Regions from separate parts of the Pan troglodytes genome. Here region 2 is linked to region 1. Evidence: chromatin contacts called from public HiChIP or PLAC-seq data. All regions are on one chromosome and are shown on one strand. Each heading gives the region's core, a stretch centred on a gene start, on an enhancer-like site or on the middle of the called end of the contact. The rest is flanking DNA. Distances are from core to core; before and after follow the strand shown.

Evidence for each region. HiChIP or PLAC-seq counts read pairs in DNA pulled down with a chosen protein or histone mark.
Region 2: an H3K4me3 HiChIP or PLAC-seq map of stem cell-derived excitatory neurons shows a contact between it and region 1, with 7 times the contacts expected there. The contact joins two enhancer-like sites. A contact is called at or near these places in 1 of 7 Hi-C or Micro-C datasets (stem cell-derived neural progenitor cells) and 1 of 1 datasets of contacts at active chromatin or transcription factors (stem cell-derived excitatory neurons).

Annotation. Positions count from the first base shown.
Region 1 is chr15:100,075,107-100,078,318 of NHGRI_mPanTro3-v2.0_pri, forward strand. It overlaps LOC107968339 (a long non-coding RNA gene), which reads right to left. Exons shown (of 3, transcript XR_001709447.3): 2 at 2,291-2,569. Among named protein-coding and RNA genes, the nearest start is that of HSP90AA1, 24 kb to the right of the region's middle. Within about 2 kb of position 1,780, at least 4 of the 24 cell types and tissues checked have an H3K27ac peak or open chromatin away from gene starts, as enhancers often do. A contact at or near this core is called in stem cell-derived excitatory neurons, where this site is marked.
Region 2 is chr15:100,527,848-100,531,059 of NHGRI_mPanTro3-v2.0_pri, forward strand. No RefSeq gene overlaps it. Among named protein-coding and RNA genes, the nearest start is that of ANKRD9, 7.0 kb to the left of the region's middle. Within about 2 kb of position 1,609, at least 14 of the 24 cell types and tissues checked have an H3K27ac peak or open chromatin away from gene starts, as enhancers often do. A contact at or near this core is called in stem cell-derived excitatory neurons, where this site is marked.

The sequences.
Region 1 (3,212 bases), core at 530-3,029:
GGTCACCTGAGGTCGGGGGTTCAAGACCAGCCTGACCATTCCAGCACTTTGGGAGGCCGAGGCGGGTGGATCACGAGGTCAGGAGATCGAGACCATCCTGGCTAACACGGTGAAACCCCATCTCTACTAAAAGTACAAAAAATTAGCCGGGCGTGGTGGTGGGTGCCTGTAGTCCCAGCTGCTCAGGAGGCTGAGGCAGGAGAATGGCGTGAACCCGAGAGGCGGAGCTTGCAGTGAGCCGAGATCGCGACACTGCACTCCAGCCTGGGAGACAGCGAGACTACGTCTCGGGGGTAAAAAAAAAAAAAAAAAAAAAAAAAAAAACCAGCCTGACCAACATGGTAAAACCCCATCTCTACTAAAAATACAAAATTAGCCGGGCGTGGTGGCATGCGCCTGTAATGCCAGCTACTCAGGAGGCTGAGGCAGGAAAATCACTTGAACCCAGGAGGTGGAGGTTGCGGTGAGCCGAGATCATGCCATTGCACTCCAGCCTGGGTGACAACAGCGAAAAAAGAAAAAAAAAGACATTATCTAAGAGACATGTTGTTCCTTCCACTTGAAGTTAGGAAGAGCAAGTGCCACTCACGATGCCAGTACTCAGTGAAGAAGGGGAGAGGCATCGGTCCGGACTGGAGGCATCTTTAGTCAAACATTTAAGGACCCACGATAGGCAAAAGACCAGGCTAGACAAAAAATCATCTAGTATTCAATTTGGGTCGCCACAACTTCAGTCATTTCAAAGTGACATTTCCAAAACGTAGAAATACTCCAACTTGTAGGGAAAACAGATAAAAGAGGTGGGGGGTAGTTTGAATGCAACTATGGTCTCATTTTTCCAAAGGTATCATCCTTCAACTTCATAGCTTAGTTTTAGAATACAGTTTGTTTTTTTGTTTGTTTTTGAGATGGAGTCACGCTCTGTAGCCCAGGCTGGAGTGCAGTGGCCCAATCTCAGCTCACTGCAACCTCTGCCACCTGGGTTCCAGCGATTCTTCTGCCTCAGCCTCCCAAGTAGCTGACATTACAGGTGTCCGCCACCATGCCAGCTAATTTTTGTATTTTTAGTAGAGATGGGGTTTCACCATGTGGGCCAGGCTGGTCTCGAACTCCTGACCTCAGATGATCCGCCCACCTCAGCCTCCCAAAGTGCTGCGATTACAGGCGTAAGCCATTGTGCTGGCCTTTTTTTTTTTTTTAAAAGAGATGGAGGCATCTCACTATATTGCCCAGGTTGGCCTTGAAACCCTGGGCTCAAGGGATCTGCTCACCTCAGCCTCCTAAGTAGCTGGGACTACAGGTAGGCACCACCGCCCCGGCAAAACTGACATTTTAAAATGGAAACATTAAGCTGAGTTGGTGGCTCACACCTATAATTCCAGCACTTTGGGAGGCTGAGGCGGGCAGATCATCTGAGGTCAGGAGTTTGAGACCAGCCTAGCCAACATGGTGAAACCTCGTCTCTACTAAAAATACAAAAAAAAAAAAAACAAATTAGCCGGTCGTGGTGGCGCATGCCTGTGATTCCAGCTACTCGGGAGGCTGAGGCAGGAGAATCGCTGGAACCTGGGAGGCGGAGGTTGCGGTGAGCTGATATCGCGCCACTGCACTCCAGCCTGGGCGACAGAGCTAAACTCCTTCTCAAAAAAATAAAATAAAAATAAAAATAAATAAATAAATAAATAAAAGAAAATAGAATGGAAACGTTAGGGAGTAGCAAAGCAACTCTGACCAGCCCTCGGTTCCGCCCCTTGTTAGTGTGGGCCCCACCCCTGGCCGTTTTGGCCCCGCCCCCGCGTCCACGCCAGCTCCCAACTTCATAAGCTGTGACGATTAAGTGGTATGAAAAACCCAACAGCAAAACACAAATGGAACACCAGAGGGTGCATTTGTCACCAGACATCTTCTGGGGTCTTTTGCTAATTGCACATACCACTGCCAGATGGCAAAGGATCAGTACAGGTTTCCTCATGAACGCCTTTAACATTTTAGTTTGTAAATGCAATTGTCTGATGCATTAGTAAAATGCTGGATAATAGCAAAACATTAATAATAATAATAATTAAATGCTTGTCAACCAGGCAGTAAGAGAACAAAGATGACAGGCCAGGGCTTTCCCCAGACAGCCCAAAGCCTCAGGCACGCTGGTGGCCTCCCTCCCCAAGAATGGACTGACCGGATTCCCGGAGCCACCAGCCCTGTCACCCCACCCCTGCAGCCACGCCTGGGGGAGCGGCAGCCGGTAGGGCCAGGCGGCTACGAGGCCAGAAACGCCTCCAAGAGCTCCTACCTGGGGTCCAGAAGGTAGTCTGGGGAGCAAGCTCCGGAGAGACGAGCGGGGGAGACTGGGGTCCCAGCAGACGCAGAATGGTCTCTCCACAAAGAGGGGTTAGCAGATGTACTCTCCAGACCTGTCCCCACCCTCCACACCGTCAAAGAGCAAAGAGAAAATCTTCCAGGCTCCCACTCCAGGCATGGTGGGTGCGTCAGGATTCAGAACAGATGACCTCTGCCTTGACCTCCAGGCTGCCCTCAGGTTCAGACCAGGGCTTAACTCAATGCCGCATTTCTGCCTCAAAGGAAAAACGTGATTCAGAAGTTCCCACTTAACAATATTTAACAATTCACCAATAGTTTTAGTTCAAAACCAGACATCCTTTCCTTGAAATGTGTTGTGAAAGATTTCTCAAGCTCCTTCTCCCCAGCGTGGTTCCTAAGAGCCTTAGCGTGAGCTGAGACTCAGACTCCTTCATTCCCGGGCAATACTGAAATGCTCTCGGTTTCCAGGGTGCTGCATCTTTACTCCTCCACCCACCTGCAACGGTGATCTGGTTTAGGCGTTCAGTATCTGAGCACCTTTTCTGGATCAGGCACCAGGGAAAGCAGGAAGCCCTAGAGGGCCGTAGAGGCCCGTTTTCCCAGGATGAACACACACACTTCTTTCTTTTTCTTTCTTTTTTTTTTTTCTTTGAGACAGTCTCATTCCATTGCCCAGGCTAAAGTGCAGTGGTATTATCTCGGCTCACTGCAACCTCTGCCTCCCAGATTCAAACGATTCTCCTGCCTCAGCCTCCCAAGTAGCTGGGATTACAGGTGCATGCCACCTCGCCCGGCTAATTTTTCTTTTTTTTGAGATGGAGTTTTGCTCTTGTTGCCCAGGCATGGCGTGTAGTGGCGCGATCTCGACTCACCGCAACCTCCCCCTCCTGGGT
Region 2 (3,212 bases), core at 359-2,858, 450 kb after region 1:
TGCCTGTGTACTAAGTTACATATACAATACAATGCTCACTGCTGTGGATTTTGTTCTCTTGCTTTTTTTTTTTTTTTTTGAGACAGGGTCTTGCTCTGTTGCCCAGGCTGGAGTGCAGTGGTGCAATCATAGCTCACTGCAGGCTCACTCTCCTGGGCTCAAGTGATCCTCTCACCTCAGCCTCCCAGGTAGCTGGGACTATAGGCACATGGCCACCACACACAAAAAATAAATTTTTTAATTTTTATTTTTGTAGACATGACACCAGGTCTTGCTATGTTGCTCAGGCTGGTCTTGAACTCCTGAGCTTAAGCGATCCTCCTGCCTCAACCTCCCAAAGTGCTGGAATTACAGGTGTGAGCCACCTCAACTGACCTAATTCTTTAATGTTTCATAAAATAATTTAGCAGCCGGGGGCAGTGGCTCACACCTGGAATCCCAGCACTTCGGTAGGCTGAGACAGGCAGGTCACCTGAGGTCAGGAGTTTGAGACCAGCCTGGCCAACATGGTGAAACCCCGTCTTTACTAAAAATACAAAAAAAAAATTAGCCAGGCATGGTGGTGGGCACCTGTAATCCCAGCTACTCGGGAGGCTGAAGCAGGAGAATCACCTGCACCCGGGAGGCAGAGGTTGCAGTGAGCCGAGATGGCGCTACTGCACTCCAGCCTGGGTGACAGAACGAGACTCCATCTCAAAAAAAAAAAAAAAAAGAATTTAGCTGAATTTTGTATTTTCTTTCTTTCTTTCTTTCTTTTTTTTTTGAGACGGAGTCGCCCAGGCTGGAAGCTCTGCCTCCCCGGGTCACGCCATTCTCCTGCCTCAGCCTCCCGAGTAGCTGGGACTACAGGCGCCCGCCACCACGCCCGGCTAATTTTTTTTGTATTTTTAGTAGAGACGGGGTTTCACCATGTTAACCAGGATGGTCTCGATCTCCTGACCTCGTGATCCGCCCGCCTAGGCCTCCCAAAGTGCTGGGATTACAGGCGCGAGTCACCGCGCCCAGCCTTATATTTCATGTCTATTTCATTATTAAAGCTTTGAAGAGAATACAAGTGCATACCAAGTACTAGGGAGATAGAGTCACTGCTGCATCTTTAATAAGGAAAAGCTGGAAACTACCTAGGTGACCATCAGAAGGGGTATGGCTGACATGGTCATGGCGAAGCCTGCTGTGACTTTGCTGCAGCTTGAAGAGCAGTGAGTCAGAAGGGGCAACGGAGACCGGAGGGCCTGGCCCGGCCCAGGTCGCACAGTGCAGGGCAGTCCCAAGGGTGACAGCGGCCAGTGCGCGGGCGCGCCCTCTACCCACATGCCCGACCCGCCGGGTCCCTGCGTCCGCAAGATCACTTTCCGGGCCCGAGGCGGGGAAGGGGCCGGGACATGGGTTGGGGACTGAGCACCGCTGAACTGCGCCATGGTCGGAGAGAGTTTGCAGGGGCGGAGGTGTTCCCTGGTCGGACCCTGCCGACCGCCCTCGGGGAGAGGCGAGGCCCTGGCCCGTGACGGCTGGGTCCGGGCCTCAGTATCCCCATCCGCTCAGGGGAAAGCGGGCGGCAGCCCGGAGCCCGACCCCAGCGCCCAGCGCCCAGCGCGGCCCGACACCGCCCCCTGGCGGCCGCGGACGTCACTGCGACCCGCAGCCTCCGCCGAAGCCGGGCGAGGGACCCCCGACCCGGGCGCACCAGGCTGCGGGGGCGGGGACGCCCAGCGCCCTGGCCCCGGGGGCGGGGTTCGCGGGCTGAGTGCCCACTCCGCTCTCCCCTCGCCCCGCGGCCTCGGCGGGCCCCCCGCCCACCAGGGTCTCCACCTCCCCCCGGGTGAAATGGCCACAGTCCCGCCATCCGCGCCGCGGCCACTGCGCCTGCCCCTGGCTGGGCCGATCGGAGGTCCCAGCGGGGCGGGCGAGGCAGGTGGTCCGGCGGGCCCCTTCCGGGTTCCCCTCCCCCAGCCGGAGTCCGCGGACCGCGCTGGGCGCAGGGAGGGGGCTGTGCGCTCCTCCGCTTCCCGGCCTTCCCAGCGGGGACGAGCGCCGACCCCCGCCCAGTCGGGAGACGCCCTCAAGGTCCCAGGCTCTGCTTCTGCCCGCCCGCGGCCCGCGGACTGCGGGTGACAGGGTCCCCGGTCCGAGCCCCATCTCCCTAGGAGAGCGGACCCCAGCGCTCCTGTACCCTCCACCTGGTGGCCGTCCACGCAGCCCGGCCTGCTCGCGCGTCCCAACTGCCACTTCCCTTGCCTTCCCCAGCCGCACGTCTACCAGGCTCCTGTGTGTCTGCCTGGCTGGGACTTCCGCATACTCCAGGCCCACTTCACAGGTGCAGATGCTGAGGCCAGAGCGCCTCAGGAGCTGGATGCAGGGGAGAGCGTGCGGGCAGTGTGGGGAGGGACTCGGCCTAGCCTTCCATTGCAGCTCCTATCCCTGCTGCGCCACCCCCTCGGCCTGTCATCTGTCCCCATCCAGGAACCCCCAGGACACTGTCAGCAGAGCCCACTGAGGGTCCAGTGCTGTCCAGGTGGCGGCATCAGGATTCCCAGGAGCCACCCCTCACTATGCCACCCTATGTCCGTATGTCCAGCAGGGAGCTGAGGGCCTGGAGGGGTGCGGAGGCCCTGCCAGGAGATGCTTTCCTCAATGCCCATTGTGAAGGGAGCAGAGGGCTGAACTGGAAGGGGCTTCCTGGCCCCAGGAGGGCAGTGATTAGGTAAACTGCCCACCCTTCAAAAGTGATGGACAGGAAGGGGAAAGGTGGAGGGTGGAGGAGCTGCAGGTTATGCCGGTGACCCCTGAGAGACAAGGAGATCTCCACAGTGTATCAGTTCTCTTCTGCTGTGCAACAAACAACCCTGCCAGGGTGGCTTTAAACAGCAACGATGTAGGATTGTTTGCGGTTCTCTGGATTGACTGGATGGCTCTTTTGCTTCCTGTGGTGTCCGCTGGGATCACTCTACAGCTGTAGGGATCTGGAGGCCCAACTGGAGTGAAATGTCCAAGTGGTTCATCCACATGGCTACAGTTGGTGCTGGTTGCCAGTGGGAGCTCGGCTGCCTCCAGCATGGGCTGCCACCCTACTTCGGTGCTCCTTTGCTTGGCTTCTCCACGTGGCTAACTTGGTCTTCCTCACAGCATGGCAGGACAAGCCCCAATGTGCAAGAGCTCATTAAACCTCTGCTTCCATCATGCTTTCTAATACCTCATTCTCCAAGACAAGCCCA